Regions from separate parts of the Mus musculus genome. Here all the other regions are linked to region 3. A link is a contact called in public ChIA-PET, Hi-C and HiChIP or PLAC-seq data. All regions are on one chromosome and are shown on one strand. Each heading gives the region's core, a stretch centred on a gene start, on an enhancer-like site or on the middle of the called end of the contact. The rest is flanking DNA. Distances are from core to core; before and after follow the strand shown. Region 1 has its middle 72 kb from the start of Atp6v1g3. Region 2 has its middle 110 kb from the start of Atp6v1g3. Region 3 holds the start of Lhx9 (LIM homeobox protein 9). Region 4 overlaps Crb1 (crumbs family member 1, photoreceptor morphogenesis associated). Region 5 overlaps Nek7 (NIMA (never in mitosis gene a)-related expressed kinase 7). Region 6 overlaps Nek7 (NIMA (never in mitosis gene a)-related expressed kinase 7). Region 7 overlaps Nek7 (NIMA (never in mitosis gene a)-related expressed kinase 7).

What was found. A called contact is a pair of places that touch in the nucleus more often than the background predicts. ChIA-PET counts read pairs in DNA pulled down with a chosen protein or histone mark. HiChIP or PLAC-seq counts read pairs in DNA pulled down with a chosen protein or histone mark.
Region 1: a contact with region 3 is called in an H3K4me3 HiChIP or PLAC-seq map of forebrain, with 7 times the contacts expected there. The contact joins the enhancer-like site here to the promoter of Lhx9 in region 3. A contact is called at or near these places in 9 of 39 promoter capture datasets (the HPC-7 cell line, cranial neural crest, embryonic stem cells and 5 more), 12 of 484 Hi-C or Micro-C datasets (CD8 T cells, LSK cells, the P5424 cell line and 9 more), 11 of 115 datasets of contacts at active chromatin or transcription factors (the NIH/3T3 cell line, T-cell acute lymphoblastic leukemia, embryonic basal ganglia and 8 more) and 3 of 9 other capture datasets (embryonic stem cells, liver and macrophages).
Region 2: a contact with region 3 is called in an H3K4me3 HiChIP or PLAC-seq map of embryonic forebrain, with 4 times the contacts expected there. The contact joins the enhancer-like site here to the promoter of Lhx9 in region 3. A contact is called at or near these places in 5 of 39 promoter capture datasets (the 3T3-L1 cell line, HPC-7-derived erythroid cells, cranial neural crest and 1 more), 5 of 115 datasets of contacts at active chromatin or transcription factors (embryonic forebrain, embryonic hindbrain, embryonic limb bud and 2 more) and 2 of 9 other capture datasets (adipose tissue and liver).
Region 4: an H3K4me3 HiChIP or PLAC-seq map of stem cell-derived neural progenitor cells shows a contact between it and region 3, with 30 read pairs. The contact joins the enhancer-like site here to the promoter of Lhx9 in region 3. A contact is called at or near these places in 14 of 39 promoter capture datasets (the 3T3-L1 cell line, the C10 cell line, the HPC-7 cell line and 10 more), 1 of 15 datasets of contacts at CTCF or cohesin (the NIH/3T3 cell line), 1 of 484 Hi-C or Micro-C datasets (bone marrow-derived macrophages), 18 of 115 datasets of contacts at active chromatin or transcription factors (the 230-238 cell line, bone marrow-derived macrophages, craniofacial prominence and 11 more) and 4 of 9 other capture datasets (adipose tissue, liver, macrophages and 1 more).
Region 5: a contact with region 3 is called in an RNA polymerase II ChIA-PET map of effector CD8 T cells, with 5 read pairs. The contact joins the enhancer-like site here to the promoter of Lhx9 in region 3. A contact is called at or near these places in 1 of 39 promoter capture datasets (hippocampal neurons), 1 of 484 Hi-C or Micro-C datasets (embryonic stem cells), 3 of 115 datasets of contacts at active chromatin or transcription factors (the NIH/3T3 cell line, effector CD8 T cells and embryonic forebrain) and 4 of 9 other capture datasets (adipose tissue, embryonic stem cells, liver and 1 more).
Region 6: a contact with region 3 is called in a Hi-C map of the N1E-115 cell line, with 3 times the contacts expected there. The contact joins the enhancer-like site here to the promoter of Lhx9 in region 3. A contact is called at or near these places in 4 of 39 promoter capture datasets (the 3T3-L1 cell line, the C10 cell line and pre-B cells), 2 of 484 Hi-C or Micro-C datasets (the HPC-7 cell line and the N1E-115 cell line) and 3 of 115 datasets of contacts at active chromatin or transcription factors (embryonic forebrain, embryonic hindbrain and embryonic midbrain).
Region 7: a contact with region 3 is called in an H3K4me3 HiChIP or PLAC-seq map of embryonic forebrain, with 4 times the contacts expected there. The contact joins the enhancer-like site here to the promoter of Lhx9 in region 3. A contact is called at or near these places in 5 of 39 promoter capture datasets (the 3T3-L1 cell line, embryonic stem cells, hippocampal neurons and 1 more), 1 of 484 Hi-C or Micro-C datasets (the N1E-115 cell line), 6 of 115 datasets of contacts at active chromatin or transcription factors (astrocytes, embryonic forebrain, embryonic hindbrain and 3 more) and 2 of 9 other capture datasets (adipose tissue and liver).

What each region holds. Positions count from the first base shown.
Region 1 is chr1:138,344,082-138,348,012 of GRCm38.p6, forward strand. No RefSeq gene overlaps it. Among named protein-coding and RNA genes, the nearest start is that of Atp6v1g3, 72 kb to the left of the region's middle. Within about 2 kb of position 2,215, at least 39 of the 459 cell types and tissues checked have an H3K27ac peak or open chromatin away from gene starts, as enhancers often do. A contact at or near this core is called in embryonic basal ganglia, embryonic forebrain, embryonic limb bud and 2 more, where this site is marked.
Region 2 is chr1:138,383,398-138,386,846 of GRCm38.p6, forward strand. No RefSeq gene overlaps it. Among named protein-coding and RNA genes, the nearest start is that of Atp6v1g3, 110 kb to the left of the region's middle. Within about 2 kb of position 2,039, at least 53 of the 459 cell types and tissues checked have an H3K27ac peak or open chromatin away from gene starts, as enhancers often do. A contact at or near this core is called in embryonic forebrain and embryonic limb bud, where this site is marked.
Region 3 is chr1:138,840,954-138,844,432 of GRCm38.p6, forward strand. It overlaps Lhx9 (LIM homeobox protein 9), which reads right to left and starts at 1,491. Exons shown (of 5, transcript NM_001042577.1): 1 at 855-1,491. The coding sequence starts at 1,028.
Region 4 is chr1:139,208,133-139,211,549 of GRCm38.p6, forward strand. All of the region lies in intron 11 of Crb1 (crumbs family member 1, photoreceptor morphogenesis associated), which reads right to left. Among named protein-coding and RNA genes, the nearest start is that of Gm41960, 42 kb to the left of the region's middle. Within about 2 kb of position 1,894, at least 43 of the 459 cell types and tissues checked have an H3K27ac peak or open chromatin away from gene starts, as enhancers often do. A contact at or near this core is called in embryonic basal ganglia and stem cell-derived neural progenitor cells, where this site is marked.
Region 5 is chr1:138,558,860-138,562,513 of GRCm38.p6, forward strand. It overlaps Nek7 (NIMA (never in mitosis gene a)-related expressed kinase 7), which reads right to left. Exons shown (of 10, transcript NM_021605.4): 2 at 2,844-2,926. The coding sequence starts at 2,900. Among named protein-coding and RNA genes, the nearest start is that of Nek7, 59 kb to the right of the region's middle. Within about 2 kb of position 2,057, at least 60 of the 459 cell types and tissues checked have an H3K27ac peak or open chromatin away from gene starts, as enhancers often do. A contact at or near this core is called in effector CD8 T cells, where this site is marked.
Region 6 is chr1:138,534,396-138,537,887 of GRCm38.p6, forward strand. Nek7 (NIMA (never in mitosis gene a)-related expressed kinase 7) reads right to left here. Exons shown (of 10, transcript NM_021605.4): 4 at 1-31. Among named protein-coding and RNA genes, the nearest start is that of Nek7, 84 kb to the right of the region's middle. Within about 2 kb of position 1,961, at least 53 of the 459 cell types and tissues checked have an H3K27ac peak or open chromatin away from gene starts, as enhancers often do. A contact at or near this core is called in the N1E-115 cell line, where this site is marked.
Region 7 is chr1:138,498,361-138,501,814 of GRCm38.p6, forward strand. It overlaps Nek7 (NIMA (never in mitosis gene a)-related expressed kinase 7), which reads right to left. Exons shown (of 10, transcript NM_021605.4): 9 at 216-329. Among named protein-coding and RNA genes, the nearest start is that of Nek7, 120 kb to the right of the region's middle. Within about 2 kb of position 1,286, at least 54 of the 459 cell types and tissues checked have an H3K27ac peak or open chromatin away from gene starts, as enhancers often do. A contact at or near this core is called in embryonic forebrain and forebrain, where this site is marked.

The DNA.
Region 1 (3,931 bases), core at 965-3,464, 500 kb before region 3:
GAAAAAAAGCACTTGGGTTTAAGGAGTAGTCCTTTCATTCATATCTTTATTACCCCAAGAAGTCTATTTTATTACATCCAGAGACACTTTTCTTTTCTGTAAGGACATGCAGATAATGTCACAAGTATGAGTTTATTGTAAGCATGACATAAAACAATTGTGTGCCTGGGCTATGGCAGCAACTCAGTGGCCCTGGAATGCGGTTTTGTCTGTCTCTCTTATTCTCATGTTAGGCTTCACACGTTTGTTGCTTAAGAGTGTTCTAACCCCTTCCCCACCAGAGAAAGGCACTAGTCTACCACACCGTGGCTAGATAAGTTATGGTAACAGCGGTTTCCAGTCTTTCTATTAAAAGAGATTTGTCAAAGTCACCATACCCAGTTTAACTTGGGCACTGATTCACTGCCAGCATGAACAAGAGAAAGAAAAGAAAGAAACAAGGAAGGAGAGGGGGAAGGGAGGGAGAAACAAAGGAAGAAACGAAGGAAGGAAGGGAAGGGAAAATCATCTGATGGGATGGTTTAACCTTTCAAATATCTGAGCATTCTCTGGAGAAGTCAAGTGGTCTAAGAATATGCTTGTTCATTCATTCATTCATTCATTCACTCAACAAACATACTAAAGGTCCCAAGCACATATGAAGGACAGCAAGCACATAGGAAAGGTACCAAGCACTGTTGTCCGTACAGACCCTGCAATGGAACAAAGAAAAGATAAATTACTCCAATCCAGTGGATCTTACTCTGTTCACTCTCTTACCTAGAACCAAATCACATTTATCTATCCCCTGAAATGATAAGCTTGGGTTGAGAGCCCTGTGATTCCCTGCATGGCTTGGAGCTTCGACTGCTTCTCTAACGCCTTGGTTTCCAAGCCTGAGTGCCTGTGATAGTTGTTGGACACAGTACTGCCTGAGGATACTACCTTACTTTGAGTCTCTCGGCATAGTTAACTACCCCCAACAGGCATGAGTAGAAAGGCTGAGTTATGGGTATATCTTTTATGACTCTCAGCTAATCATAGCCATCAAACTTCTTCAAGTCACAGGCGACCAGCTAATGAGACCCCATTCAAAACAGCAAAGCCCACCTGGAATCAGTTAAGCTGTTTGGGGACCCACTTCCTGTTTCCTGAGCATCAACATCCCCTGATTATGAGCACAGCCCTCAATCACAGGATCCCAGTGTGCAGACTGTTCTTGGCTCCAATAAAGTCTGCTAGAGTTCAATGTGGCTAATATTTTAATTCTCATATGTTAAGGTCCTAGCATGTCCAAGCCGCAATTCCGTGACAATATTAAACGGGCTGTCCTATCATGTCAACTAGACTATCCCTTGTCGACTTCAGATTTGTCACTTGAATATTTAAAAACCAGACTAAGAGGAGATGAAAACTTTAGAACAGGTCCACACCAGCTTTGTTTCTCTAACTCAGTGATGGGTTAAGGTTTTCTAGCTCACGGATGGGATCTGAACACCAAGCTGGTAGGTATGAGGGACATTGCAATGGCACAGATTTCTGTTCCTGTACTCCAAAAATAACCAAGCATTCCTGCAAGGTCAACTATCAGATCCGAATCCTACCCCGATTCAAATGAAATCTATTTTCTCCCAAGCATCCGCCTAACATCACTCTGGCTATCCACATTGATGTCCTAATGCGTCTATTTGTTTCAAATGATTCATCTTTATACAGTTCAGTGCATTCACTACGATAGGGAGCATTGTCAAGCAGGTGGCCGTGAGGCTCATTCTCTGAAGGCTAAAGAAAACCTTTTTTTTTTTTTTTTTTTTTTTTTTTGTTATTCATACTCCGGTATCCAGGTTACATCTTGATAATTACTTTAAAAACTAAGAGTAAAAAATGGCAGATGGAATGTTGTTGCTTTTCTTTCTCCTCCTCTTCTCCCTTTATGTCTTCACATTGTCAGGATGGCTCCATCCATTTAGATGGCAAGGCGGGCTCTGAATGAAGGCAGACCTGCACTTCCTCAGTCATCTCTCCAGTTCAATTACAGAGCTTTAGCGGGGCTAATTAGCATTCTTCAGAGCGGGAGCTCTTTGAGTGACAGGTAACCATGGAGAGTCACACTCTGGGTGATCAGCAAGAATCTAGCATTTCTTTTTAATTAAAAATTAGAAAAGCCTTGAAGAAAAAGCTGAGCGTTTACTGCCGTGTGCCGCTGCTGGTCCACGGTCGCTGCTGGGTAGAGGATAGCAATGGTGTCAGAGGGAAGTGGGGACCGTTTCAAAGGGAATCCAGGAGGATACCACAATAGTCTGAAACGGGGAAAAAATGTTTATCCTTCACTCTGACAACGGACACCGGAAAGAAAGCATGGAAAGACAAAAGATCGGGAGTTCTCCTCATATTACTCTGCTATCCCCTTCAGAGTTTGAAAAATAACGTTGTACTCAATAACAATATTTTTTTTCTGCCCGTCAAATGTTAGATTTAGCGCTTTGGCATAGCATTTGCAGTTATATAAATGATCCATGTTTAGTAACCACTGATTGGATGGGGATGGGAAATGTAATAGCCAACTACAAATATTAACAATTGTTTCAGTCCTGAGAATATGCAAAGGCCCTTTAGTGTGCAAGCACCTCGCCTGCTCCGACCGAGCACTTGAGACAGCAGAGAGTCTTTCCAGTGGAGTGACTACCAGGTCCGAGAGGTGAGTGAGGAACGGTCAGCTTAGCTCAGTAGCCCACGTGTGGGGAAAAAGTAAAGAGAAATCCTGGAACATGTTTAAAGCACTCCATAATCCCCCTACTCAAAAGCACGTAAGTGAACAATCTGGATGATCAGAGTTCGTTTTTATTTTTTCCCAAACTGAAAAGAAAAGGTTATATTTTCTTTCTGCTCATATCCATCTTATTATTTTTAAATTTAATTTCAACCTGCCTCTCCCTTTCCTGTTTTTACCCAAAAGTAGAATTGTAAAAAAACATTCTGTGGTGTTATTTCTGGCCAGTATCAAGCCAGGAAGCTCTTGCAATCTTGAGGGAGTGCCTGATCCTGAGAGCTTGCCAGCCTTCCTCCAGCTAGGTGGAAGAAAACAAAGACACTCGATACTCTATGACTTCTTCCTCAGCGCTTGTGGATGCTCGCTTACTTTGGGAAGATTCACAGCAATAGCGAATGATGAGAATAAGTTGCATTAATTCACAGGCACATGCGTCCTGGTTCCCCTTCTGAAAACTAGTGGGTTGGTTTTTTTTAAGGTAAAAGTTGAATGAAGAAACAGATGTTAACTCCAAAAGTCTTTCTCCTGCAATATGTAGCAATGGGCATTCCCCATCAAACTGCTCATGGAACACTCCTTATAGCCATGCTCTTTAAAATAACCCCTCAACTTTTGAGATTTACACAAAACTAAATTTTACTCCATAGCAGTATTCTCCTCTCAAAATTCAAAAATCTAACCTCAATAAATTTAGCTTATGATTTGCTTTTGATGTAAAAGCAAGTGGGAAAATTTTAAAAACTTAAGTTCCATAAATTTCAAACATAATTTTTTTTCAGAAATTATTTTATAGCTAATAGAATTCTACTGGAGGAGGAAGGGCCATTCTCACACAGGAGCATCAGTCTCCAGTCTGAGCAACTTCACTCTGCAGGGTATTCTGTTTCACCAGTTATGTAGCTGTGTCCAGCTGTCATCCATGGTATTGACTACTTCTGTGGTTGTGATCTATTGTGGGTATATAAATATATAACATATGCATTGCTTTTTTTCTTCCTGATAGTGAATGAAATCGTTAGATTTTTTCCTGAATAAGCAGAAAACACTATACATTTTTAAACAAATCCATTAAAATAATCAGTGTCCTCCCTCCATACTGAGTGCATTTGGCATCTTGAACTACATGGCCATTTCTAGCTAATGTTAAAAGAAATATATTGAATTATTGGAAACTTAGAACTG
Region 2 (3,449 bases), core at 789-3,288, 460 kb before region 3:
CAGTGGCCTTGGTTGGAAATCCAAGAAAGCTCACTTAATGGAGTCATGTGTTGGTGACTTCATGTGCTAGTTTGAGCTTGCCCGCAGCATGGTGGTCTCTGAGACATCCCTACTTTATGGGAAGAGCTTCTAAAAATAAGAAGACAGCAGCTGACACTCTACTGAAGGCTGATACTGAAACAGAAGCAGCCTTTCTCTTTGTCACATTCAGTGGTCAAAACAAGCCACAAAGCTATCCCAGATTCAAGGAAGAGGCAATGGATCCCAGTTCATTCATTGAAGCTGACAAGAGGAACAGATGGCAGGTAGGCTTCACTTTGAGATTGTCATGATCAAAAAGACAAAGAAGATATCGAATCTGAATACTTGCTTGTATCTTGACCTCTGAAGATAAAGATCAGTATATATTTCTAAGAGGCTTTTAAAAAATGTCCAACAGTATACTTGCCACAGGAGAAAAAGGAAATCCACCTCTTGTCTGTAGAATTAGACAAGCTTCTAGCCATTTTGTCATTGTTGCTATTGTGTCCCTTGGTGTGATCTTCATATTAAGTCCTGTTTCCAAATAATACATAGTGTAATACATAGTGGGAAATAACAAGAATAGAAGCCGTCCCTACTGAATCATGGAGGTAACAGAAGCTGTGTCTAATTACAGACACCCCCTAAAAGCAATGCATTGGCATCCCGGATACTAGGCAGAGGACTAAAGATGGATTTCAGTGTTAACAGTTCTTATCTTCCCAAAAAAGTGAATTTATCTTTGACATCCAGTGGTTGTCCTTATGAGGGACAGTTACCCTAATGGGAGCCCTTTTAAATCTCAGTATGTGTCTGGCAACAATTGCAGGCTTCCCAGTACAGAGCCTACACACCCTGTTTCACAGTTTCCTCTGGTGCCTGGCCTACGAAAACTTCTGCATAGAAGAGTGCACTGTGTAGTTAATTGTTGAGCAAAGCAGGTCCCTGAAAATATACCTACTTCCTCTTTCAAATAGTCGAAGAGAATCAGTCCTCTGCTGGGGAAAAGTGACTGAGAGGGTAGTTACAGCAAACAGCAAGAATATTTAGAAAAAAAAAAAAAAAACTCCTCGTGGAAAGGAGATGTCTGGAGGTGGATTTCCACTGTGTGAGAAAATACACATATAATCATATAAAACTGCACATACAAACATACATATATGTACATATCATGTACACTAGACAGAGGGGGGGGAGGTGTTAGAAGCCAAACTTGTGTAACAGGTGATCAGTCATGCCCCCACTTCCTGTGATATACTTTCCCCCATTATTTTCCTAAGACAAGAAAACTTTATGCATTTTTAAAATTCTGAACTAGAGCCAAGCAAACACCCATAACGTGAAAATTAATTTTAAAATCTTGAATAAAAAACATCTCCAAAGTTGTCAGCATTCGTACGTAAACCTGGACCAGGGACGCACTAACCTCAGTCACTCTGAAATGCAATTTGTGATGGAGAAAGAACAGCTTATGTACTTTTAAGAGCAGGGCTAGCATGAACAAAGAAGAATGGTCCTGCCCAGGTCCACATCTCCTGAGAGCAAAGGCAGCCTCGGAAACTGACAGTACACTCAAAAGTTCCTAACCTTATGAAAATTGCAATCCGTACTCTTTAAAAACCGATTGATTTTTATAAATCAGTCTCCCAGATCCTAGAACATCGTGAGTGGGTACCACAAATTAGAATCTGCAGAATCAAGAACCCATCAGTTGGCCCATTGACACGATCCCATATTTACACTCATTCTGTTGTGGGATTTGGGCTGTGGCTTTTCTTCTTTCCTCCTCAGACTTACTGCCTGTGGTCTCAGAGTTAACCCGTTAACGCCCAAGACTCTGTGGTCGGGTTCCCGCATTTTATAGTCTGACAGATATTCATCTCCGGCTCTCAGCTTGCAGGTGGGAGCCTCAGCCAAGGAGCTTTGTGTCAGAAAATCAGCAGCTGCTCGTATATCACACTGGTCATTAGTGGAGGATCATTCTGGACCTTTGCCCACAGCTCCTTGCTACGGCAGGGGAAGGGCTATAAAACCCTAGGCCCTGTCAGCCGTTGTCACTTAGGTGAGAATTTATCAGGTCTCCAAGTGCCCTCTGACTGGATTATTATGAATAATGAATGAAGCTTTATGCTACACTGAAGCATTAATAAGATGGGAATGACTGGGAGAAACTCGGGCCGCACAATCACAGGCGCGCGCCGGGTGAGCAAGATCCACAGCTGGCGGGCCTGCCCAGCACAGCCTCTGCGAATCTGTGACTGAAGCGAGGTCCTCCTTTAATTACGGATCAAGCTTTGCTTTACAGCCCGAGTTTTAGCCTGTGGGTAGTAATAAAGAATCAGGGATGAAGCTGTGTGCATCTGTGCTAGGCAAAACCAGACCAAATAGAATTTAGCTTCCCTTCATTAAAAAAAGAAAAAAAAAAAAAAAAAAAAAACAACCCAATGTCAATCATCTGTTTTACTGTCACATTAGAGTGATAGTCAGCTGTGGAAATACACACATGTATAAAATTTCTAATGCATAAATACGGAGTCTATTGTGATGAGGGGGTGGGGATTTTGATGGGTGAATTCAACTCCTTTTCAAAATGAGGCTACTCAGTGTCTCACATATATAAGAATTGAACAAGAAAAGTAACTTGAAGAGTCGAGACGAGCCAAAGGCAACACTCACCTCACCGAAGAAACAGTGACCTAAAGGAAACCACATTTGGGGATTGTGAGAATTAGAGTCCCTCCCCCACTCCCTGCAGCAGAGCCAGATCCAAGACAGACGGACACCACTCAGCCCCCTTGGCTGGCACCTTGGCAACCATATCAGAACATACTGGTCCTAGAAGGATACCTAAGCTTTATTAAAACAATCAAAGCCTCATAAGGATGTGTGGCTAGAGAACAATGCCTGACTGAAGGAGCTGACATATAATCTATGGATCTGATAAACAGCTGAAGTTTCCCGGATTCTGAGAGCCATAAACTAGATGAGACAGCTGCTGGTGTGCTTTCAGCTACAGACTCATGTACCGGGGCCCTTGTAATTCCATCCTTTCCTGACCTTTTTGAATATTGGGTAATTATGAAAAGTGAAACTAAAATATATAATATTGCCACACTGATAACCTGAATCTCTCAGTTCAGAGTTCTAAGGAATGGGGGTATGGATAGAGTCTCTTCCCAAGACAGTGACATTACTTCCAAGATGTGGTCCATCTATCTCTGACTCTTTATTGTCTGTATGACTTGAAACACCCTCTGAACCTCTCTCATTGGACTATGTCCTAAGACTCATCTAAAGTAGCAGTTGTAAGAACCACAGTTTAAAACCACGGGGAACCACTGGTATAGCTATGAATAGAAGGAATTCACAACCCAGAAGATGTTGCAAAGAAAATGCTATGCAAGCCCTCTTCTGCTCTCTGTATCAAG
Region 3 (3,479 bases), core at 241-2,740:
CAAAACCTCGCTGTTCTTGTCTAGAGCCCTCTCGGGTCAGTTTGAGCTACAGTCCTTGCTGTTATACAGAGGGTCTACAAAGCACTCTTTGCCCGGAATCATCTCCGCAGACTTCTGTAGTTTTTTCCCCCTTTGGTGCGTGGAAGGGGGACATGTTTAGGTTACTAGTATTTTCACGAAGACATAATAACTGCTGTTACGAATAGGAACCGCAATAGTAGATTCCATCTCTTGAGGTTGTAGCGCTCATGTTCTTGCTTTTAGACTAGGGACCCGCTCCTTCGCATTTTATTTGATTTGATTTCCCACTATCCAATACACTGGTCCCATAAGGAAGAGAAACGCAATTTTTGTGACGACCAGAGCAGCTGAACTGTCCTGCAGAGCCCCTAACAATCTCTGGTTTCGGGTGCTGAGCTCCGAAGAATGGGAAAAGGACCAGAACGTTGAGGTCTACTCTGAAGGTCTTGTCTTCTATCCCAGGGCAAGGACGCCAGGCCGGTAAGTAGTCCCCCTATTAACTGCACCAAGGCTTGCCCTGGGGGCGGGCGGATCCGGCCTGGCGGCCAGGTCGCGGGAGACTGGAGTTTGTGGTTGGCAGGGAGCACGCCCGCTCCTTCCAAGGCCCGCTGCCCTGTCGGCTCGGGATCAGCTGCTATACAAAGACTGGAGAGCTCAGGACTACAACATCTTAGACACCTCGATTCGGAAAGGGAACCTTGCCTAGCAAGCACGCCTCTCGTGAAAACCTTGCGAACATCCCTAGGCAAAAGTCCCCGGGACCCGCCATCCCCAACCTGGGCGGACCGGGAGACTCGCTGTTTCCCGGGCGCCGCGCCCGGACTGGTCCTTACCGCGTCGCGGCCGTTGAGCTGAGTGCCTTTGGTCAGACGGGCCTCAGTCTTGGATCTGCGCTCCATCTCCTCCATGATACCTTGGATGTGGCCTCCGGAGATTCCGTGGAAGAGCATGGCTGGGGGGCGGAAAGGACACGAATTGTTTTCGGCTCGGCACCCCACTATTTCCATAAACACACGCCTGGGGCTCTCAGTTCATTCGAGTGAAGAAGCAAAAGCGACCGCACAGGGCTGCGCGATGCAGAAGCGTAGAGACGCGTTGGGGAACAGGGACAAGAGAGGAAAGAAGAAAACGACAGAGTAGAAATAGCTCTACTTGAGAGGGAAAAGACCGAGGCAAAAGAACGACGGGGAAGGGGGCGGGGGGGGGGGATATCCAGGGTTTTCCAGAAGGAGATGTGCAGAAAACAAACAAACGCGGACGGAGGGAAAAGCAGGCGATTCTAACTGCAGCGAGAGATCGAGTTACTAATGGAAAACAACTGCCGAGGGGGGTTGAAGTGGGGGGGAGGAAAACAAAATCTAAGGAAGAAAGAAAAATAGTTTTGAACACAAAGAAAGAGAACGAAGTGCTAGATTCAGCGGTCCCCGGCTGCCTGCAAGTTCCCAGTGCCTGTAGGTTGCGTTGGGGACTGCTCCAGCCGGAGCTGTGTCCAATTTGTTAAGAGACTAAAGCCAGCCCATTTTTGATAATTTAGTAGGAGGAGTCCTCTCCCTGGAGCTGCCACGGATTTTTATTCAGACAACAAAGACCTGTCATACCTCCTCTCAACCCCCTGGTGATGGGCAAGCAGGGACAAACATTACAAAGGGGTGGGGGACTGGGGGAAAGGCAGAAGGAGGGGGTCTTTACCCCCTCCCCACATGCGCGCCTGCACACACACACACACACACACACACACACACACCCTCAAGCATACATCTTTCCAAGAGTTCCCAACAGTCATGTTTTCAAAGCGGTAAAGGAGCCCTTATTGTCCGCATCCTGGATTTGATCCTAGTTTATCCGACCCCAGCCAGGAGTGCACAGAAGATCAGTTCCAAACCTTAAGTTTCCTTCTCATCTACAGACTTTTTTAAATCCCCGTTTTACAAGACTGTCACCAGAAATGTATAAAAACCCCACAGACTTTGAATCACTCCACGGAAACGGTACTTTTAATGTATGCTCCCTTGCTCCCCATCTCTTCTTAACTTACTTATTAAAAGCACTCTTCAGACAGTTGTCTGCTTGCCTAACCTCCCCGAGGGCAGGCGGTGCCACCAGGCTCTGAGACGTCCACCAAAGTGAAAAAGGGGCGTGGAGAGCCTACTTTTCTGAGTAATACTTTTGGAAATATATATATTTACTATATATATATATACATATATATAGTAAATTTTTCGAGTGTACAGGCCAGGACATGCTTTTGTAGACTGTATACTTAACAGAACCTTGACCGTGGAGCGGGTTACTCTTTTACCTAATTCTAGATTGAAGGTAAACTTGGAATTCTAGAGTCCCCTTTGGAATTTGTCACCGTGCACAGGTCTTGGGTGAGCTGGATGCCCGACTAGGGTAGGACGACGAGGCAATAGCCGCTAGTGTTCCACACACTTAGAAGGGTGTGAAAGAGGCTCTGGGTGGAGGCGGGGAAGTGAGAACTAACAGGCAGGATGGCAGACTGCTCCTCACAAGAGATGGTATTGTTCTGTCGCCCTCTGTTCTAGTTAGCTCGGCCCTTCCCCTCCCTCTGGACCCATTAAAACGTGTCCACAATACCGCAATACTCTGATATTGTGGATTCACTGAAACGACCACGGGGTGGGGGTGGGGGGAGTCCTAGGATCGTGATGCCAGGAGCAGCGACGGGAACTTAATCCGAAAGGGAAGAAAGCCTGGCCGCTCCCGCTCCTCTCTGCCTGCTCGCCAGTCTCGGCTTCACCACCACTTCTCGGGCTTGCGGGCGAGCATCGGGGCTTCTGTCTAGAAAGCTGGAGAAGCACCCCGCGGCACCGCCGCCTCCCTCCACCCAGGCGGCTCCACGTGGAACTTTAACCCAATCTGGAAGGAAGGCTGAGGAGAAGAAGCTGGGGAAAGGGGCTAGGGAAGGAAAGGAAGAAAGAAGAGAATAAAGGAACCGTGTGAATGAGAGGGGGACTTAGGAAGAAGAGAGCGAAGGACGTGAAAGTGGAAGGAAGAGTCGGAGAAGAAATGAAGAGGAGGAAACGACTCCCAGTGCTGCAGCCTAACTTCCTGTCCCAAAGCTTCACTTTCTGGGGCTCCTGGGGTCGCTTCTTCCTGAAACTCAAGTCTCCACTATTTCCCCACCTTTTCCCCTTTCTGGGTCAAAATAAAGTTATTTGCAGAGTGGGCGCTTTTAGGGTCCTCTGGGTGCCAGAATACAGCTCATAAAACACAATTTCACACAAAAAAAATGAAGCCAATCAAGTGAACTAAGCTGGAGAAGTCCCCCCTCCCCATTTTGGCAGCCCTACCTGACAGCAGGACGGCTATTTACTGTAAGTAATGTAATTAGCCCCTTTGGATGGAAATCAATGAGCTCTCTAAACCCACGTGCACACAAGAAGGGCCTCAAGGAGGGGCTGGGTCAGGGGCCCTTTCAGAGACAGCAGGTCTGC
Region 4 (3,417 bases), core at 644-3,143, 370 kb after region 3:
GAATGGCGTTGGTGCTCAGGAGGCTGCATCGTCCCTTTGACATAACTAAGTGTTTATTAATCAAATTGGACTTAACTATGGGACACACCCCAGATGGCAGCAAGTGCCAATTCCAGTTGTGTCCCCTCCCAGAATAAGTGAATGTCGGATAGCCAGAATCTGCCACTCCGTGTCAGCTTGGCCCCAACTCAGCTCTAAGGGTTGTATTTTATTGACCAGAATCAAATTGACTTCCCCTTGTGTAGGTGATAAAGTATGGTGTCAAGTCACCCATGTAAAATGTATAACTTTAACTTTGACAGCCTGTCATTGAAGTCCTTGTTTATATAATCGATTGTGCCATTTAGTCTATTCTTATTTTAAAGAGAAGACATAGAACTAAAACCCATTGTGCATCTGTTTCATTGATGGATGTCTGTACACTGCACCTCCCTTTAAATAATCTTGGGAGTGGCTATTTCTATTGTCACCGTCGACTTTCATCAAATTATCAGACTTTCAGGTGTAAGCTCTGCCTTGTGGAAGACAAAGGATGTGCATGATGCTATGTCGGGAAGCTTCCCACAGCCCAGACATTGCTTTTCCAAGTAGACTTGGTACATTTGAACAGAGGACACTGTGCTCCTGGAGGTGGGGTAGGTCTGCATTCCCAGTCAGCAAAGATAGAAATCTTCACATTGTGAGGAGTTCTTAAAGTTGTACTCAGTATTAGAAATAAAGAGTCCTTCCCAAAGTTGGTATTTCAAATTGGTAAAAGTCTAAAATTAGCAGAATTGGAAAAAAACCATGTCTGAGTTTTCTAACAGTTTTTCCCATTGACCAAATGCCCAACTGGGTACATAATTTGTTTATATTAGCACTGAGAAGTTTTAAGCATTTCTTCTTGGAGGAGAGCAAAGGCAAAATCTAACAGCATTTCCTACGAACATAAAAATATTGTCAAATTTCAACAGATCTTTATCTTTAAACTTGAGCCAAATTATAATAGACTACTAAAAATTAGATCTGATAATGTAGCTGAAATTACATTTGACATTTCTGAGTCTCTAAGTCTATGTGATTACATAGTGTGTATATCTAAGTCTATGTGATTACATATGTGTGTACAGTGATTAGAGTATTTAAAGCATCATCATCATCTTTTGAAATAATATATCTGACACTTGCTCAATAGAGTGTGAGGAGCAGAAGACCCCTGTCCCTTCATGACAAAGTGTCAAGGACAAGTTACAAAAACCACCTCGTTACCAATGATCAATTTTCAAGAGCTGCTTTGATAAAATGAAGATCAGAGCCATTACTTTCTCTTCAGCTGAGACCTATTTAAGAAAATTAAATAATGCCCCTGGAGCATGTCACTATAGTTTGCTTGTCCAGTTTGCTAGTAATATTCTCAAAACAGGATTTTCTTTCCAGACAATTTTATTGCTAAGGACATTTTTCTCCTATCTGCAGAATGCCAATATTTGACACTCTCCCCCATCCCACCCGAATTTTGAAGTAATTGTTAGAACCAATATTACCTTCCCTATGTTAAATGATCTGAAATCTGGGGAAGCTTTTGTTTTCTTAAGTCTCCCAGGGGGATTTAGAATGAATTCATGCTCTGAATGATTCCTGTATCTTAGATCACACCCATTTACCCCTTTAGAACGAGTTTCCCTGGGTCCTGTAATTGTTCACTTCAGTCACCATTTAGATTATTCACCTTGGGGATGTGGCTGGCCTAGGAACCCCAGGGAGAAATCCGTGATTAGTCACCACCTTGAAAAATCCTCCCCAATTCTGTTTACCAGGATCCGCGCCAATTCTCCAAACGTGCTGGGAGCTCATGTTCTTTTCAGGGTCACTCTGCCTGCACAGCACAGATTAAACACACAGCCTTGGTATTTTCAGTGTTGTGAGGAGACACATTTACATTCCAGTGACAGCACTGGGTGTCAAAGGAAGCCATCTGCTGTGATTTAACAACAGTGGGATTTCTCCACAGGAGAAAGCAAGCCGCGGCACAACTCAGCTCAAGTCCTCGTCTTTGTGTGGTCCACATGATAAAACTACCATGATGTAAAAAGAAGTTTTTATACTTCAGTGGGTTTGACTCGCTGGTCCTCGGTCACTGAGTTTCATTGCCCACTTTTACTAATATTCAATTGTTACTATTTTAAGGATCACTTTCCTAGTTTCTGGAGCCTAGAATAAGCGTGTCCTTTCTACTACAAAAATAACATCTACATCTTTGGTTACTAGTACATTCGATCCAGGTGATTCATCTTTCTAACATACAGCTCATTATTGACAATGGAGTTACCCATGAAATACTTCAGAACTAAAGGGTGGTATAAAGAAAAGGGGAAATTAATTACACACTAAGGATCTAATATGTTCTGGAGTTACTGCATGCCATCACATCTAAATTTTCACTATTTAATAACGTAGACTCTGTTTAAAGGTTATCTAAACAGTTTATCCAGAGTCACACAGCTGGCAATCTGAAAACTTGGTATTCAAATTACACAGTGTGTTCAATCACACACAGCTGCATCCTCTGGAGGAAACCAAAGGAATATAAGGCCAAATCTACCCTGTAATTTCAGTTGTTGGTAGTGCGTGGCATATTTACACGGTGACATGGTTGGTTGTTCAAGTTTCTTCTTATGTGGAATACTTTCATAGTTAGTCATGTTTCCTGGCTTGTCAATGTTCTCTTAATTCTTTTAGGGTGTTGCATAGGAGAGCAAGCTTCAATAGAACAAGCTCGTGGGTGGAGAGGTTTTCTTTATGAGTCCTAGGAAGGTGCCTAGTATACAGCTGTGACTGAGAAGGAAGGTGTCTATAGTGTGTGTGTGTGTGCTCGTGTATGTTGTGCACTGAAATACTTAGCGGAAGAACAAAGAAAGAGACCCATAATTCACAACATTCAGTCCTCTGTTTTTAACACCCAGCATGTCTCTCAAGAAACAAAACAACTAAACAATGCAGAAAATCTTCCAGGGTTGCTGCTCGTAGACAACAGCTCTGTGCTGCTCGCAGTCTTAGCTGAGCCTAGCAGGCGGTGGTTAAGAAGGTAGCGATTCACAGTGTCAGGAAACAAAGTATCAAGCCATCAGCTCGCGTTTTAGGTGCAGCACTTAGATTGCAGCCATGTATTGCTTCCAAGTGTAAATACTAACAGGGAAGCGAAGAAAAGAGATCTCCATTCGCCATGGCTGTCTGAGCTCAGCATATTACATGTAACTCTGGCACTATTTGCTGAGCTGCAGATAATTGTACCTCTTGTTAACAAGTTGCTGTGTATTTTCACTCCATCAGCAGGTTCTTGAATCAATACTGATAGTAGCTTTGACTAACATCAGCATAATTTGACTTTGATGGAAAGTTTGAAATGTATGCATAATTAAAAATTATACATCCATTTCC
Region 5 (3,654 bases), core at 807-3,306, 280 kb before region 3:
CTGTTATATAATTTTAGAATTAAAATATGCAACATTATGCATATTTTTTGCAACATTAAACCCTCCTCATTTAAAATCTAAAAATGAAAATAGCCACAAACTGTCATAAACCTCTACCAAAATGTAAATATAACACTCCATTGTTTAACAGTCATCTTCCTGTAGTATTTTACCTTTTCTGTCCCCACGTTTTTTACAGTCTGAATTAAAGGAGGAAAAGGGAAATCTACTGTCTTACAAGAGACCTGAGTAATGAAAGACAGAAGAATCAAATAAAATGTCCAGTCACTGCTCTCTAGATGGTAATGCGTACCACCTAGGGGGGAAGAACAAGAAAGCTAATAAAAAAATCTGCCTTAACTTCACTAGAGAAGCAGCAATGCAAATAAACAAATAAACAAATAAATAAATAAAAACACACAAGTTCCATATTCTAAACCTTAAACACAAAGGGCTTCATACCATACTAAAAATGCAAGCACAGGTCCCAGGCTATGTGTGGGCTTATAGGCGCCTCTCGAGTAAGGAAGAGGAGAGCCATGCTAAGAACATACACTGCTCATCACTCCATCAGACCTGGTGTCCATGCGACACACAGAAGGCTGACTTCTTTAGGTTTCTGTTTGTGTCCACGCTGCCATTAGCATTACAAAAGTGAAGGGGTCACTGGGCTAACCATATGTTACCATATCACCCCCATTATTCAGACCAATGGTGTGGAACAAAACAAAGGGAGGTTGTCAACCCTAAGCCCAGGCTGTCCTTCCCTGTCTTTTAAAATGCTACGGAGAGCAGGAACATTTCTCAAAGACTTAATAAGCAATAACGCCTATAAGCTCTTGTCAGGTAATCTTTCTTTCGCTGTCTCACACCATCAGTCTGAAGGCAGAGGGGAGGAAAGGGGAAAGCCCCTCCCTTCCCCCCATATGCCTGCCACAAGGCAGCCAAGCCTGGGATGACACTTGCCTGTTTCCAACAGGGAAAGTGGTCGGTCCACCCACACAGGAGCAACAGCAGGAGGCAGAAACGAAAGGACTGGTGTGAAAAGAGATGCAGAACCGGTCTATGATTTTGAAATTTAGACTGTGTGGCAGCCTAGTGTCTCATAAGAAAACAATTACTTTCATTTCTGCCTCCTACTGCCGCCCCGACCTTTCTTGGTTGGCAAGTCAGTAGGAGGCAAAAAAAAAAAAAAAAAAAAGAAAAAAAAAGGGGATTTTTTTTTTCTTTGAAGCACAGGACCAGCCAAAACTGTGAACTTCAGAATCACAACATGAACTCCCTAATTTTTAGAGGTGTTCTTTTATTGTCTTTGCTAGGAACGGTGTAATAATGGTGTCTCAGTGTCTCATCATCGGATGAGATGGCATTAAACTAGGTAGAGCTAATACCATTTGCTTATAACAATCTTGATCGTGTAACTTAAGACCGTTACAAAGTTACAGATAGACTTGATAGAGCCAATCCTGAAAGCAAAAGTATTCTTGCTCTAAATGGTTTTTCTCAACACTGAAAACTCAAGTACAGAGAACATAGCAACACAACGTATATTAAATATATATATTTGAGAATGATTAAACATGGTCCTTTTAAGGGCATCCTGATTGGCTTCAACTCTGTATCTACCTGAGCCTTACTACAAGTAAAAAAAAAATAAGAGCTCAGCAGTGTCCAAAGTAAATGTATCCTTTCTCACAAGATTTAGCTTAATAAGAAGAGCTAAGGAAAATGCCCACATGAGCAAACGAAACAAAGATAACAAAGATTCAGGAAACACCAGAACAAACATCAAGATCCTCCATCAAGTTTCCGTGGGAAGACCGGGAGTTGGGACAGGCCCTACGGCAGTGCTGGCGCTTTAGATGGTCCCGGAAGGATGGACCAGATTTTAAAAACTAAAGAGCGAGCAGGAAGGCGTGTAGAACATGGGTGAGTTCAGGGAATCAGCAAAGACAGTTTTCTGTAGGCTGCATTTCTGAGCTGTGCTGCTGGGAGAAGCCAACAGATGCACTGAAACGAATGAAACCACAGACTAAGCAAGTGTGGAGACCAATATGGGCGTCACACATGCCCGCTTTGGGAGTCAGTGCGCACTGCACGCGGAAGTCTGTGGGGACGTTGCCACACACCCACTCCACTACAGATTTCACTTGTAAGTCCTGTCGGGTCCTCAACACTGAGAACCTTTGAGCAAAACCGAGGCAAGGCCAGTGGAGCGTAAGTGAGGGCTGCTGTAGAAGACCTCTCAATACCAGGCTGAGAAGCAGCCTGTATGAACGACAGTAGGGACAATGAGGTGCCACCTGGGAAAGTGAAGCTTACACTGTAAGCATCCATTGCATATGGGGCTCTGCGGGGCACCTTAACAACAAATGCTGGGAAACTCCAAGTTGAATTTCAATAGTATGTATACACTGTTTTACAAAAACAATTTACATTACAAGATATAAGGAATAACATAATAAAAAAAATTCAGACAGAGAGAGAGAGAGAGAGAGAGAGAGAATATGATGGAAGTCAAGAGCTGCCAGCCAAAGCAGAAGTGGGTACAAAATGCAGAGACACTCCTAAACCTCGCCTCCCCTCCCCTCCTCGCCTCCCCCAGACTATCAGTAACCCTCAAAGCCAAGAAGTCAAGAGATGAACTCATAAGCTAGAGCTACCCTCCTGTCCTGCTGAAGACGAGGACCGAGCCTCAGGAAGCACGTAGAAGCCAGTAATTCTGACTACAACTTGGAAATTCAAAATGACCACTTGGCCGCTCCTTGACTGCGGCTTACTTGATTGGTTTACTCCCACATATTTAACAGAGAGACACACTTATCCCTGCTTAATTAAATTACCTGTGGCTGGAACTGAGTAACGGGCGGCCCTTGCATTCCTTGTGATTGTTCATCCATTCTGACTCAACTGGGACTTCAGGATTCTGCAAAAAAACGGAAAGCTGAAATTTAAAGAACGCAATCATTACCAATTCACACCACTTCCACGGGCCCGACACATGCACGGAGATATGATAGATTCCTGTGATGCTTCCGAACAACTCACTAAGACACCCTCCGCTTCTATTGCTGACACCTGCTACACCCAAGCTCTGTTTAGTTCACATAATCAGACACTAGCACACCATTTCCACTTCTCCGGGCAAACAGATCAAGGACATCCCATGCTTGAGGGAAGACTAATAGCACACAAAGATCCCCAGACTAGGGCTAAGCGCCCCAGCAACCCTAAATTGTATCTATTCTTTACATTCTAAAAATACCAGCACATCTAATACTTTACTAAAATAATACTAAACTTTCCTTTAGAATACCTTTTAAACAGTAGCAACAATATTCTGGATATAGGTCATTTGCACTGCAAATTTGATCTTCAGCCACACGAGTTGTCGAAAACCTTCTCAATGGTAAACAGAAACTCATCATTATAATGCAGTCAGTCTAGATCATCTACTTCTCTCTGATGAATGTCTTATAAGCTACTTACGAATCAGTTCCCTTATATAAGTTCCCCCATTTTATTTATTCTTTAGTCTTCCATATTTAGACTGCTGTCTGGAATTATATTTATATAATAAAGGAAATCGGTTGTCTTTATGGATACCCAATTGCACTCTTTGAAAACAGTGCCCTTCACCATACCACAATGCTG
Region 6 (3,492 bases), core at 711-3,210, 310 kb before region 3:
CACGTGCTTTGGCATCCATTAAATCAAATATCTAAAAATGAAGTTTAGAATTATTTAGTAAAACAGTGACCTACATTTTTAGGCTAACATGTAAATTCTTTATAAGACTCCCTTTCTCTCTTCCCTCTACACACACACACACACACACACACACACACACACACACATATACATCTACATATGTATCCACACACTCACACAGATGCAAGCTTTATTTGCATTTATTTACTGTGAATGTCCAAAAGAACTTTATCTTATGTGAACACAAAACAACAAAAACCTTAGATGCTTTTCCTCCAAAGGCCAACAAACAGCAGAGTATATACTGGCACTCACATCTATTGCTCAAATAACCAGGATGAGGTGATGGTCAATAGAATACTACAATAATAAGCAATGTACATTGAACAGCTACCATATACTGAGTGTATTTCATGAACCATCTAATTCCCATCTAATCCTTACAAGGATAAGAATATTCCAGTGCTGTAGATGAAGAAAAGGATGCTTGTAAAACGACTGACAAAGGGTCAGGCAGCTCATCAGCGGGGCAAGCAGCATTTGTTGTTAATTATTTCAGTAGCAAACCCCCACTCTGCTGGTACAGACAGTTCTAATGGTCTGACCTGTATTCTTGCTGGGGGGCGGGGAGGCTGTAAAGCAAAAAGGGTGATGACTGGTCCTTTGACAACCAGGTGGAAATTTTATTATGTTAAATACTAAGTCCAGGTACATATAAATAGACATTCAGACACACTACATTTTTGGCATTACGTTTTCAAGAAAAGAGTGTGGCTCTTTGAGCTGCTATGATGCAGAAAAGGAGGACAGAAAACACAAAAACATATAACCAAAAGGATGTTCCTGTATCTTTGAAAATAAGAAATTTCAAGGCTCTAAAATGTAAAAAAACAATCTTTTTTTTTTTTCAAATCTTAGTTCTTATACTGCAAGCTGATTAAACTCATACAACACTATTTTAACGAATGACATTTTTAGTCAACAAGTTGAACTAAGTCCTACTACTTCAGTCAGGTAGATGTGTAGGTTGAAGTAGTGAGGGAATGCCAATCTTTGTACTTAGGGAAAGGATACTTCACACCTTCCATGTATATCAGAACAGCAGTCGCTAGAGGTTAAGAAGGGCTTGAGGGTGGGGGATGGGTAACAAGGGACAGTTACAGAACAGGTGTAGGTTCTGAGCATTCTAGAGCACACACTGTACGACAAAAACCATAGCATAATAACTGATTATGCATTTTAATTTAAGGAGGAATTAAGAGAGCTGCGTTTGTAGCTTCCCAACAACAACAAAAACAAATGACAGGAATTATGCTGGTCTGATAATCACATACTGCACACATGTAGTAAATTATCAATGTACACTATAAAGATTTATAATTATGTCCCAATTAAAAACAGTAAAAATCAAATTGAGAATCTTAATTTAAAATTTAAGACAAGTACAACATCCATAAACCTATTAGACTAAATAACTGAAGCCCGGCCCCTTCCGTCTACTGTAGTGACTCATACAGTTTTTACAGTAAACAGAGACGCTGGAGGAGCAACTGGCCGAGGGGAAAGGAGGCAGGCGAGTGGAAGGTGAGGGTTTTTGCCTGTTGTTAAATCACTGTCTATAGAGGTTAGAGGGAGAAGGGATGGATTGGCTATAAATGAGCACCAGAGTCAGGGATGAGAAGAAAGCAACCATGAGTAAAATGTATCCAGTGTCACCCTTCCTGAAGAAACAAGGAACCCTACACACTTAGTCGGAGGTAATTGTCAGCTGTAGTCTTAAACCAGTCTGGGATACATTACACCCTGTCATATTTATCTATCTCCAGATGAACACCAAGAGAGATGACTAATTCTCGCCTAATGATGAACACTGATACTGTTCTTAGAACTGCTGGTCACAGGGCTTGCGATAACTAAAGCTTCTTAGAAGAGTCAGTACTTTGGGTAATCATGGAATCCCTGTGGGGGAACAGCCCAAGAGAAAGAGAAAGGAGAGTGGCGGCCTCGATGGTTAAAAAAATCAAAGACTCACAGAGGCAGAGCCACAGATCTGAATAAGCAGCGCCTCTTAGACGGAAGACTGGCTTAATAATAAACGTCTGAGAGTGAGAAGCGCAAGTACCTTTGAAAATCACACACGCACACCTGGATGCATGCGGCATGGAAATAATAAATATTTACCTCAAATTATGTTTCAGCCAATTTAGAATTGTGAGTTGTTTTATTTTTAACTGACTTACTTTTTAACTGACTCTTCAACAATATCAAAAATTGCTCTTTAAACCCTGGGGAAAGATACTCAGTCCTGGTGCATTTAATGTGACAACGCTTTCTGAACCAAATAGATTTACAAATAGATTTAACTGGAAACGTGCGTCTTATCTTTCTTTAGTCAACATGTCAAGACAAAAGTAAAGGCTGAATCTTTGGAATAAGTCATTCCCAGCACGGAGTCAAAGCTGCCTGGTGATTTAATGAGCAAGGGAAGACAGGAAATAGAAAACGATATGGGGTTTTGTAAAAAGAAAAAGACATTTTACATAACACACGCGTACAGGAAGCATTTATTTATTTTCAAGCCAAAGTTTCTCTGGGCTTCAAAACTTATTTTATTCTTGGTTAAAGCAGAAGTTATTAGTTGGTCAAGTAGGTAATAGCTGATACATTCTTGGCATCCTCTGAATCATTTATAAAAGATTTTATCTGCCAGCTTCAAATTTTACCCAAATTACTCATCAAAAGTTAACATCAATTCATCTTCAAAAAAAGAATCATTCCTGTAACTTAGTAGAAACATCTCTAAAAACACATGTATTACACTGTTATGAAATCACACATAAAATGTAGTAAAGATGCATATACACACACACATACATGTGTACATTATATATATTCACTATATATATTTATATTTGTATTTATATTGAGCTAATATATACACATGTACACACATATACTTTAAATCTCCCACATACAAACTACCTCCTGGCCCCTCCTACTTTGAAGGATATGAATAAATGAATGGAGTAGCTTGTCCCTGCACTAAGTAGCCTTGTCTTCCGTGTGACAAATCCTCACTCCTCCTTCAGCCTTCACACCTAAGTACACCTCAACTCTTCTCCATGTTTTGCCCAATTATCCCTAATGTCAGGAGAAGGCTTCCACCCCTCTATTCAAGCAACCCAATGGCCAGCCAGAACCCTCAACCTTTACTGGGGGACCAGGCAGGGAGGGAAGGAGAATCTTAATCTGCCTTCTCCATAAGGTTCTACAGTGGTGGGTGGGAGGCACTGAGCACAGCGATTCTGAGACAAGCACCACCCCCCACCCCCCACCCCCCAGTGCTGGAAACCTCTCCAGTACCTGCTTCCCACTCATCAGCCTTCTCTCATCATGCTTACCAACTTGCCCAGACGAGACGTTCAGAGGCCGAGTTCCCTTCCCTGCTCAGGGATTCCATAAGGATCTGCC
Region 7 (3,454 bases), core at 36-2,535, 340 kb before region 3:
AAAGCCAACTATCTATGGTTCTCTCACATGTTGCGTTGTGGCCCACTCCAAATCGTGAGCTGCAGAGTTAATCTAACAGCCAGGTTCAGAAGATGTAAGGAATCAAAGCGCTCTTTCTGCCACCTGGACATCCATCTGTGTTTCTGAGTAAAGGAAAATCCCTTAGTAAAGCACGTTGACAAAATGAACCTTCGTATGGGCCGAAGGGTCCTCACCTCCTCCGAATAGTGATCTGACGGGAGAGGCGGGTAGTCACACTGCTCTATCTTCTTACACAGAGAATACAAGTTCATCTTGTCGCCGTAGAAAGGACTCTGCAGTGCAGCCATCTGCAAGACACTCCCAGTGAAACTGCTGTACGTACAAAGTAACTCTAAAGGTGAGACCATCAGGTACAGGGCACTGAGGTAGAAAATAATTACGAATACTTAAAATAAAAATTAGATGATCATTTTGATTTTTATGATTACCCTTTTCTGAGCATTAAGTGTGAAAAATATTAATTTTATTTTTCGAAACAGTTAAAATTCCTTAAGAGAAATAGCTAGCATAACTCATACAACGTAAAATAATATTAAAAAGATGGAAGATAATGTGTGTGTGTGTATACAGCCATATTTCATCACAAAACAGCTATTAAGTGGTATGGCTCAACTATGTAATGATCAAATACAACATAAAGATGATATCAAATTGAATTGAATAATTTAAGGACTTAGGGAACAGACAGCACGTCATTTCATCATACATAGTATATTCTTTTTTAAGGTTATTTTATGAAAGAAAATATTTTTATATTGTAACTGATCCTTAAATAGCTTAAATGGTAACTGTTCTTTTAATAACATCTCAGAGACATTTAATGTGTTAAAAAAAATCCATAACTCCTAAATAGAATTCAAAGTATCCAAAGGTGATTTTTTTTTTTAATGCAGAAAAAAAACATGACTTCGTGGATGAACCACTTTAAAAGAGACATTACTGAATTTCAATGTATTTTAAGACATGGTTTCAACTTGACATTTAAAAGCACAAGCAGCTACTTGGTAAGCAAGGTTACAAACTAAAAATTCAATTTAAAATGTTCGCATCCTGTTCAAAACCTTCTCAGTCTCTGAGCCGCAGCGGCAAGAATACAACATGGCGAGGCGGGCTGCCCTGGAGTCAGTCACCCTTTTCTCCATGTGCTAATAAGTTTGATTTTGGAAGGACAATGTGTACATTCCCCAGACAGGCAGAGTGTGTGTGAAACACGCTGGTCCATGCTGTGCTACTCAGTGAGCGTCAGTGGGGACAGGACAAGCTGAAAATGGCTCTCATCTGTCTTCTGTGCTCCAGGCTGGGCTTTAACTCCTTCACAGCCTCAGCCAGGAGGGGGACAGGATTAGAAATCCCGGCTGGAAGGCAACTTAACATGCACTCTTACCTAACCCACATTTCATATAAAACCTACACACACTCTCACCGAATAACCTTGGGAATGAATGTCCCACAAGACGAACATAAAATAAATAACAATTTAAATGCCTTAAACACACAACACTGAGCAAGAATTTCTAAAGGAGGACCCACCATCATAAGCAATGTTTACATTTAAAATGCATGGACACTATACGATTAAGCCAAATGTTAAAAAAAAAAAATGCCACCTTAAAAATACACTGTCGATATGAGCTCCCATCTCTCTGCTTCCCTAAGACCTTAAGTAAATGTACATCCATTTTCTATCATATGATAGGAGTTCATTATATTACTTTTGTCTCAATACTGCAGAGTGTTAAAAAAAAATCTGAATGTCCCCTAAGGAGTTAAACAGGAATAGTATATTTTCATGCATCTCCCGCTCTGACAGATGAAAAATGTCAACTGTCCTGTTTTTATTTTCAAGCTTTTGCACTATTCATCTGGTTCATTAGTGCATCTTGGCGCTGCCCCTGACAGCTGCTCGCCCTCTCCTCCCAGCAGCTGAATTTTTCAGGCTAATTTGATCCTCCACACTGAGACGATCGCTAGAATGATTGACTCGCTCTCTGACCTCCAGGGTCTGACTTTCCTCATTAGTATTCTGGGGGTGTCGGAGGGACGAAAGCCCACTGTCTGTCTTCGGGCCTGGTGGCAGCTCTCTTTTTTTTTTGAACTGTAAGCCACCAACCTACAACCCTGTAAGGATGCGATTGCTGCACTGAACAATAAAGGAAATGTGTAAAACCTACTTTTGCATGTAAGGTCCATGTAGCAGAGCACAGCATCTTGATTTTAATTAGTAAAGTCTACTTTGTTGCATATCAATTAAAACCGCACTCCTGGTTTCTTTCTTTCTTTTTCTTTTTTTTTTTTTCAAAGGTTTCGGGAATATTTGAAAGTCTAATTTCCCCGAGTTTAAAGTACGTTCTGAAAAAGGGCTTCCTACTCCTTCATTGTTAATGGTAATTTCTTGGTGGATTATGGTAGAAAAATACATCTATCTGATGCTACAGATAGTTCTGAAAAGCTAAATTACACCAAAAGGTAAATGAGGACATATGGAATATGAAGACAGATTAAATGTTTTGTAAAAGTTCCCAACTCTTGCAGGGGGTTGGGGGTGGGGGTAGTTCAAGAAAATGCAGTGAGATTGATCCTAAAATGAACATGGGAAACACGTGAAATTAGCCAGACATGTGTTCCCCGAGAATGAACGTGGGAAGGGTCAAAGGAAGAACTTATTTTGGTGATCATATATAAAAATGGATCCTGCCTCTCAAAGGTAATTATACAATGTGGATAATTGTTTCAATTTTGATACTGAGATTGTTAGCCTTGAAAGAACCAATAAACTTCTTCCTTTCACACTAACTCAGCTCAGCTTTTCATCTAATTTGCCGGTGCTAAATTTCTTCTCATTTTTAGGAACTCATTTCCTACCTACTTTTAGGCTGTTTAAAGGGAGAATATTCCTTTGATTCCAAATTATGCTCTGAATTACTCTAATGCTACCTAGCCAGGTTTAAAAAAATTAAAAACAAAACACACACACACATACGAGGTGATTAACTTAAAAAATATACGAAGAAGCCAATTCTTATCAATATTGCCCTCCCGCAAAATCACCAGCAAAATCTATAGTAATACCAAACTCCTGTCATAGCCTGGATACATGAGGAGACACAAACAGCGTGGGCCCCTCATGGACACTCAGCTGCACGTGCTCTGCCACGTCACCAATTCATAATATTTCACAGTCAAAACTGTGGCGAGTTCATGCAAGAGCACCGTGAAGTCCCCTGAGCAGTCCTTAGTCATCAGAGAACGCACACCACTGGAATGGTCAGTTTTCCCTAAATGAAGAAATCTGAAATTGGCAAAACTACAAAAGGTCAACAGGCAATTCACGAGGCACATGGAGGAGCTACCCCCAAGTAAACATGGCACACTCACACAGATGACACTGGCTCAGGAAAACAAAACAGACACA